Linked DNA regions of Rattus norvegicus: region 1 is linked to region 2. Evidence: chromatin contacts called from public Hi-C data. All regions are on one chromosome and are shown on one strand. Each heading gives the region's core, a stretch centred on a gene start, on an enhancer-like site or on the middle of the called end of the contact. The rest is flanking DNA. Distances are from core to core; before and after follow the strand shown. Region 1 has its middle 150 kb from the start of Rnf144a. Region 2 has its middle 360 kb from the start of Rnf144a.

Region 1 (4,031 bases), core at 627-3,126, 210 kb after region 2:
GAGGGGGAGGAGGGGGGAGGAAGGAGGGGGAGGAGGGGGGAGGAAGGAGGGGGAGGAGGGGGGAGGAAGGAGGGGGAGGAGGGGGGAGGAAGGAGGGGGAGGGGGAGGGGGAGGAAGAAGAAAGAAAAGAAAGAAAAGAAAAGAAAAAAGAAGACTACTTAAGGAACAAAGGGTTTATTTTGCCTTGCTGTTCCTCAGTACAATTCAGTAGTGAGAACACGGCAGCAGGGGTTTGAGGTAATCACATTGCAGGCAATCAGGAAGTAGTGAGACAGAAATACTGATGCTCTGTCCCCTTTGTCCTTTTGAATTGCTCTAGCACCCCAGCCTGTGGATTCAGGCTGTAGAACTCAGAGTTAGAGACTCCCTCCTACACATGCCCAGAGGTTCATTTCCATGGTGATTCTAAATCTGAAGTTGACGAGATTAGCCACCACTCTGTTCTATCAACTAGTATTTGTGATCCCCACCCCAACTCATCGCTAACCTTGTCGGAGACACCGCTCCACCCAATAAAATGATCACATTGCCTGCCTGGTTTCCTATTGCTGAGACAAAACACTCTGACCAAAAGCAACTTGAAAAAGAAAAGGTTTGTTTCCGCTTACAACTCCAGACCACAGTCCATTGGTGAGCGAAGTCAAGGATCGAACTTGAGGCAGATCTGCTTGCGGTACCTCTGACCAAGGAACTCACCTCACAGCCAAGGAAATGCAACAGAACTAGAGAGGATTCTGCTGGCTGCCTCTCACACAGGCTGGCCTATACTCAGCTAAGCTTTCTTATAAGTACGGGACCACCTGCTTGGGACGGTACTGCCAACAGTGGACTGGAGCCTCCCATATCAACTCACAGTAAGACCATCCCCACAGATATGCCCACAGACCAATCTGATTGAGACACCTCTTTCATTGGAGCTTTCTTCTCAGATGACTGTAGACTGTGTCAAGTTGACAATTAAAGCTAACCAGGATAACTTCTCCCAACTTAGGTATGTCTCTTCCTCTCTTTACGGCGTATATATAATGCACTTAAATTCTATGGCCACGTGTTCATCTAAATATGCTGTTTACTACCTATGCTGCCTTTCGGTCCACCCCAAACTCTCTTCGTTTATATACTTCATGATGTGCCAACTTTCCATTAAACCCACACACACACACACACACACACACACGCATGCACGCACGCACGCACGCACGCACTCACGCATGCACACGCATAAACACACAGGATTCAGTGCTGTTAACAGAGACCTGAGAGGTGGCTCAGATGCTATTGCTATGGATCCCAAGAGTCAATCTAGAGGTGACTGGGCTTTGCAAGCCACAGGGGTCCTGACAGAAAATAGCTTTGCCTCTTGGCCACATTGCCCACACCTGGACTCAGCTGGAACTCTGCGAGATTTAGAACAGGGGCTTCTTGCTAATGTCGGTCTCAGAAGAACTGAGGCAGGAGTTCTGGACTAGAGCTCATCAACAATAAGGTCCCCTTTGTTCCCCAGAGGTCAACAGCCAGGGGGACAAGAGGGCATTTGGTCTCACGTCATCCTGAGTGGGAACAACATGCGGGTCCTGGTGGGAAGGGTCAGAATTGTGCTGACTTAGTGGAGGGGTCATCAGCGGCTATGGATTGCCAGGTTGCTTGCCTTTTCCAAAAGGCCTGGAGTGGGATGGAGGACGGCCGCTGGTGAAGCTGGGGTTCGGTGAGTAGGGAATTGCTGGTAATTTAGTTTTTTAGGAGCTTTGCATTCTTCTCGGAATTTCTTCTGCCAAGTTTTTGTTTCACATTGGGCCTTTTCTCTTTTGGGTAAAAATATCTCGCGGCTGGCCGGGGCCCTGGAAACCGTGGGGTTTCCTACAGCAACAGTGCCACCTACTGTTGAGAACAAAGCAGGTGATTTCTCCAAGGAAATTCTCCATGGGGTCCAGGAGGTGTTTAGATTTCCTATGTCTGTCAGGGGAAATGAACTCATTTAGTGGGGAATAAACGCTGCTGTGCTGAACAAGCAAAGCCAAACGGAGGCCAGGGCTAAGCAGAAGAGAGGACTCATGGGAAGTGTTTTCAGGATTGGAAAGCAAAGCACTCTAGGGAGTTCCGTGACCTAAAGGAGCCAACCTTAGATTTGACCTTCCAGAAAAAGTTAAACAGAGGCAACCCTTCCTAGTGAGAAGCATGAGAAGTAGGGGCTGGGTAACCCAGCTGTGTGTCTACCCTTGGAGGCCAAGACCAGGCTGTGTGAGGGAATGCTGCTCTATAGAGAAACCACCCTCACAGGCAGCAATTCCCACGCAGGGACTTCTGAGCCCTGCTTGTCTAGCTGCCACAAGTGGACGGTGAGTTGCACCCTCTGTTCTTCTGTCTCCTTGGAGGTTACCAGGCCACCATTGGACTTACAGTGCCACAGTCCCCTGATTTCCTTAAAACACTATGAACCATAACATTCACAGGCATTCAGCCTTAATGCCTATGTTCTGTTTGTTTTCTGTTTGGGAGTGGAATTCTGTGATTCTTTTAATTCACCTTAATTTTCAATGAATGCTGGATTTTAAATTTAGGACGGAGGAGTCCTTACCTTAGAGTTTCGAAAATAGGAGGAACAGTAAGATGGCCCCCTGTCCAGTTGGTTATGGAAAATCCTTCAAAATGATAGTTTCTGCATTCCAGTTTTTTTTTCTTTTGTTGACAGCTTGACATGATCTGGAATCTTCTTTGGGCGAGCATCCTGTGACGCTTCCCTTTCTTTGAGGAATCCTTGAGCCTTAGGATACACTTGCAGTGAGGGGGATAGTTGGGGTGGCAGGAGCCGCACTACAGATCTGAAGACTGTGTGAAAGGGGTAAAGTGAGCTGCATACAGGCATGCATTCCCTGCTCCCAGCTTCCTGGCTGGATGTGTCCAGTTACCTCGAGCACGCACTACACTGACTTTTCAGACAGGGTGGACTACACTCTAGAACATCAAGTTGAAACGAATCTCTCCCTGCTTGAGTTTCTTCTGTCAGGGTATTTTATCACAGGAACTTCATGGGAAATGAAGCTCAGCTTTTATTTAGAACCCGGTCCACTCAGTAAGTGTCACTCATCTCTAATGGTACACATTTTAGGGCAGAGATGATCTAGGTTCTATGGGAGCTGGCAGCCATCACTGTGTGTATACATGTTAAGAATTCAGAGTAGAATTAAAGTAGTAACCCTGTTTTGTTGCTGTGAGGAGAAAAAAGGAAAGAAAAACATGACCAAAGACAATGTAAGGGGAAGTTTATAATGAGGTAGGGGCATGGCAGCAGAGACAGGAAGCGGAGAGATCCCATACCAATCATACATGCACAGGAAGTAGAACCAGAAGTGGCGTGAGGCTATGGGTAATCAGGGTCAGATCCAAATGACATGTGTCTTCCAGCATGGCCACACCTCTCCAAGGTTCTAGAACCTTCCCAAACAGCACCACCAACTAAAGACCGAGTGTTCAGTCCCATGAGACAATGGGGGACATTTTCTCATTTAAACCACCCAGTGCTGAATGCTGTCTTGGTTAAGGTTTTTATTGCTCTGAAGAGACACCTTGACCATGGCAACTTCTATAAAATAAAGCATTTAAATGGGGCTGGCTTAGGAATTCAGAAGTTTATCCCTTTATTACCACAGCTGGAAGGGTGGTGCTGGAGAAGGAACTGAGAGTTCTACATCTGAATCTGCAAGCAGCAGGAAGAGTGAGGGAGCCGTGGGCCTGGGTTGAGCTTCTGAAACTTCAAAGCCCGCTCTGAGTGGAGTGACACACTTCCTCCTATCAGACCACACCTCCTCCCACAAGGCCACATGTCCTAATCCTTCCAAATAATGTCACTCCCTATGAACCAAGGGAGGGCATTTTCATTCAAGCTACCACAAATACTTTATTCATATGACTCCCCACCCAAGTAAAAAACATCCTATGAGGGAGGTTAATTTCCATGTTGGAAAAAAAATCCCATTTATGAAAGGATGTCAGAGCCATGAATGGACCCCATGAGCAGTTTGCAGTGCTAGGCA
Region 2 (3,834 bases), core at 101-2,600:
AGCAGGAACTTGGGTTAATTTTACCCTCCTACTATCCATCACAACCAAACTATCAGGAGTCGACTTGGCAAGGAGGGTAAAGTGAGACGGATGAGTGACCAGGAAGAGAGCGTTCACTCAGGAGTCAAGGTAGATGATCAGGACATGGTAGTTCCTTTTGATGTTGCACAGATGCACAGCTACACTATGTAGGGACCTCTAACATGAAGAATATCAGGGTCCAGTCCCAACAGAAATTTTCATCAGACACTCGGGGCATGGGCACAGCTCAGACACATATGCACAACAGTGGGTGTGAAGGGGTAGAGGGGTGAAGGGTGGAGGGGTGAAGGGGTGAAGAGGCAGACTACCTGGCACTAAGCATGGCTCAGCAGCACCGTCCACACTGGGAAATCCCTGTGCCCTGCCTCCTTGGATAAAAACAGGGATTAGAACCATCTGGTATTGAGGGGAATAAATGAAATCAAGGCACCTGGCATTTCCTGAACACCCTTTTAAGGCAGACAAAACTCCACAGAGAATGTCATAGCTGTCCAACTGGACTGCAAGGCTGGACAGCCCAGCCTAGCAGTGAGGAGATGGATATGATATCTATCTACAGGCAGGGACACGCATGATATTCACAGAGTTTTCCACACACAGGGATGGAGGTGCACTGATCTCTCTGGGGACACACTGGGATGTCCAAGAAACAGTTAGTTCAAATGGTCTGATTGCAGGTAGAATGGTGGTACCTGCCCAGTACACCTCTCATCAAGTCTGGCACTGTCTTCTCATTATCTACAGGATTCCAACTTCTAGTATTATGGACCCAGGGCTATGTGTTCTATACAGTGCACTCTAGGGAGCTGTGAGCCTAACACAGGCAGTGCTAACATAGGCGCTGGGTGTCTGGATTGGAGCTGGGACCTCCAGTCCACACCTGCGTTGACATCACCAGGCCTCACCTGCCGGAGCGGAAGGCCTGAGGATCTTGGGGCGCTGGGGGCGGGGGCCATCTGCTCCAGCCCCACAAATGAGTCCTTCTCCCAGAGAGTGAGAGCCGGTTGATTAAAATGCAGCCCGCTGCCAGAGGGCGAGGCGCGCAGCTGGACAGCAGCTTCTCCCGAGCATTTGCAAAGGCCTCTCTCACAGCTGGAGCGACAGTTGCCCCTGCGCCACTGGCCGGCCATTGTGAACTGCAAAGAGTCCTTCTTTGGGCGGAAGCAGAAGTTCACCCAGCTGTCAAATATTTGAAATGTAAAAAGCCCAGGGCGCTGGGGGAAGGGAGAAGACACAGACCACGTCAGAGGAAATGCAGGCTGCCCCGGGGTGGAGGAAGCCGTGGGCTGAGGGTTCACTTTGAGCAATCAATAAGGCCTTCAGAGTCAGAAGAGTAAGACAGTTCCGGAGAGGGCGCAGCCGCCAGAGGCTCAGGATGGCAAGAGCCAGTGGCTGGAAGCCACTCAGATAGCCCCAGCCCCAGTGGTGACAGGACTACTGAAGAACAGATGGCATTTCCTGAACCCCACTTCGCTACTCCCCTCCTATCCACACGGTGGGTCCTCTGTAGGACACCTGCTCTAGCTTCACACCCGTAACATTGCACTGTGAGGCTGGGACCCAAAGCATCACTTGGGGTGTGAACCTATAGTGGAGCCTCCCTTCCTGTCTCTGGGTACCACTTCCTTCTCTCCTTGGCTTCCCTTGTCCTCTGGGCAGTCCTCCAAACAAGCTTGGGGTCCAGGCTCCTTTCTTGATAACACAGGACCAGCACAGAGCATTGACTGGTCTTGCTTTCATTTGCAGTTCTTAGCATTTTAAAACTCCATATTAACTACATCAAAAGCATCCTAGGAAAGGGTAAAACTGAAACCTGCTAGAGTTCCCAGGTCCAACAACAGCAGGACCCAAGGAGCTATGCTTACATCCTCTACTCCAGGTTTCTGGTTCCCAAGAGCACCTGAGCAGACTCTGGGCCAAGCAGGACATTCCTTTTGGGCAGTAGAGGAACCCCTGAGACATGTCCCCATCAAAACAAGTTCTCTTACTGTCACACTTTGACTTTTCTACACTTTGCAGCCTGCTTGGTGGGTTAGTCTTGCTTCTGTTTCTACCCCAAAACCAAAGCAGGCCTCTGTGCATTTGGGGGGGTTTTGTTCTCTCTCTCTCTCTCTCTCTCTCTCTCTCTCTCTCTCTCTCTCTCCCTCCCTCCCTCCCTCCTTCCGTGTGTGTGTGTGTGTGTGTGTGTGTGTAATCAGGTTTCTTTTTATCAAAAAGAAATGCATACAGTTTTCCTGTTCACAAAGTCATCAAACTCCACAGTATGACTGAATGGAGGTCCTGTCTATCCTCAGCTATCTCCAGGGGGTTCTAGTTAGCCTCTGTCTCCATCCTTCTCTGGAGTTGCTACCTACCACTTCCAGGCTTTACTTACAAATCTCAACCTGAAAGGTTGGGGTTCAAGAGGAGAAAGGAATCAGAGAGCTGTTACCTCTCCTCCTTCAGAGGAGCTGAAGACCACATGTTCATCATAGCAGATGTCCCCTCTCTTGAAATGCTCTTGGTGTCCTTACAATGTTGAAACACCCCAGAAGAGCCATGCCTGCATTTCTCTTGGGACTGTACCTCATTTTATCAGTAAAATTCAAACAGAATGAATGAAATTCATGTTGGAGAATGGTAGCTTGAATGTAGAAAGAATGGCATCCTACAGCAGCAGGAATGAATGCTCAACCCTAGGTATGGGGGACTCTGGACAAAGATGGGGCGAGGAACACATCGCTCTTGGAGAGCTAGAACCCAGGACCTGGGATGGGGACCTGAGTAGTATCTAAGCCAGAAGAAAGGGTTCTATGTGACAGGGATGTGTGGTGGTGGTAGTGGAATTATGACTTCTAAGGAGAAAGAATGTTGAAAGACTATTTCTGAGCGAGTCATTCAAAGGACAATAGTGTCCCACACCCGCAAGAGCAGACAAATCCATCTTTTGGTTTCCCCAAGCCTCCCAGTGGCATCATGGACATAATTAACCAAGGAACCTCAGAGAAGAAGAGGAAGTGTCCTGTCTCCAACCTTCCCAAGAGTCACAAAGCCAAGCATAGAGGGAGGATTTGGAGCTGAGATGCTGTAGGTTCCCTCAGTCGCCTGATGGTCTCTTATGTCTGCCTTCAGAGCCTAACGATGATGATTCTTGTGCTCATCGGAGGACATCCATCTGAAACTCAGCATCAAGAACTTGCACCTCATTCTGGAATATGACACATGCCCATTTGTGAGAACTTTCCAATGCACCGTGTCAACAAATCCTTGTGCCCTGATTTTCATTCCCCATTTTCTCTGAATATAAAATCCTTTTGAAGCTATCCTCTTTACCTTCCCTCAGAAGGGCAGGCTTTCCAAATTCACACTATATAGTTGTTACTCCTCTAACTGGTCACTTGAGTTAAACATGTCCTCTCTATGCATAAAGAAACAAAACATCAACAATAACTATGACATCCTGAGCCCCTTCTCAGCACCTGGGAAGAGAGGCACCAATCCCTGCTGCTGCCTATCTAGTTTGTTTCTAGCACATTCTCTTACTTTGTAACCCCAAGTCTTTATGGGTATCTTTACCCACTACTTTTTTCCTAGCTGGCTGCCTGGTTGTGCAAAAGCCAGCTCTGACTTTCTCTATACTCATTGTTCACTGTAGCTCCCCATGAAGTTCTGCACACTTCAACTTTACTTAGTTTCTCCCCACCACCCCCTGCCCTCAGGTTTTTTTTACCTACTGGAGTCATTTGTACATCATACAAAAGGGTTACATCTCTTCTCTTTGTTGTTGTGGTGTGTGTGTGTGTGTGTGTGTGT

The links. A called contact is a pair of places that touch in the nucleus more often than the background predicts.
Region 1: a Hi-C map of Schwann cells shows a contact between it and region 2, with 2.9 times the contacts expected there. The contact joins two enhancer-like sites. A contact is called at or near these places in 3 of 12 Hi-C or Micro-C datasets (the A7r5 cell line, Schwann cells and frontal cortex).

What each region holds. Positions count from the first base shown.
Region 1 is chr6:48,600,800-48,604,830 of GRCr8, forward strand. No RefSeq gene overlaps it. Among named protein-coding and RNA genes, the nearest start is that of Rnf144a, 150 kb to the right of the region's middle. Within about 2 kb of position 1,877, at least 5 of the 93 cell types and tissues checked have an H3K27ac peak or open chromatin away from gene starts, as enhancers often do. A contact at or near this core is called in Schwann cells, where this site is marked.
Region 2 is chr6:48,391,176-48,395,009 of GRCr8, forward strand. No RefSeq gene overlaps it. Among named protein-coding and RNA genes, the nearest start is that of Rnf144a, 360 kb to the right of the region's middle. Within about 2 kb of position 1,351, at least 9 of the 93 cell types and tissues checked have an H3K27ac peak or open chromatin away from gene starts, as enhancers often do. A contact at or near this core is called in Schwann cells, where this site is marked.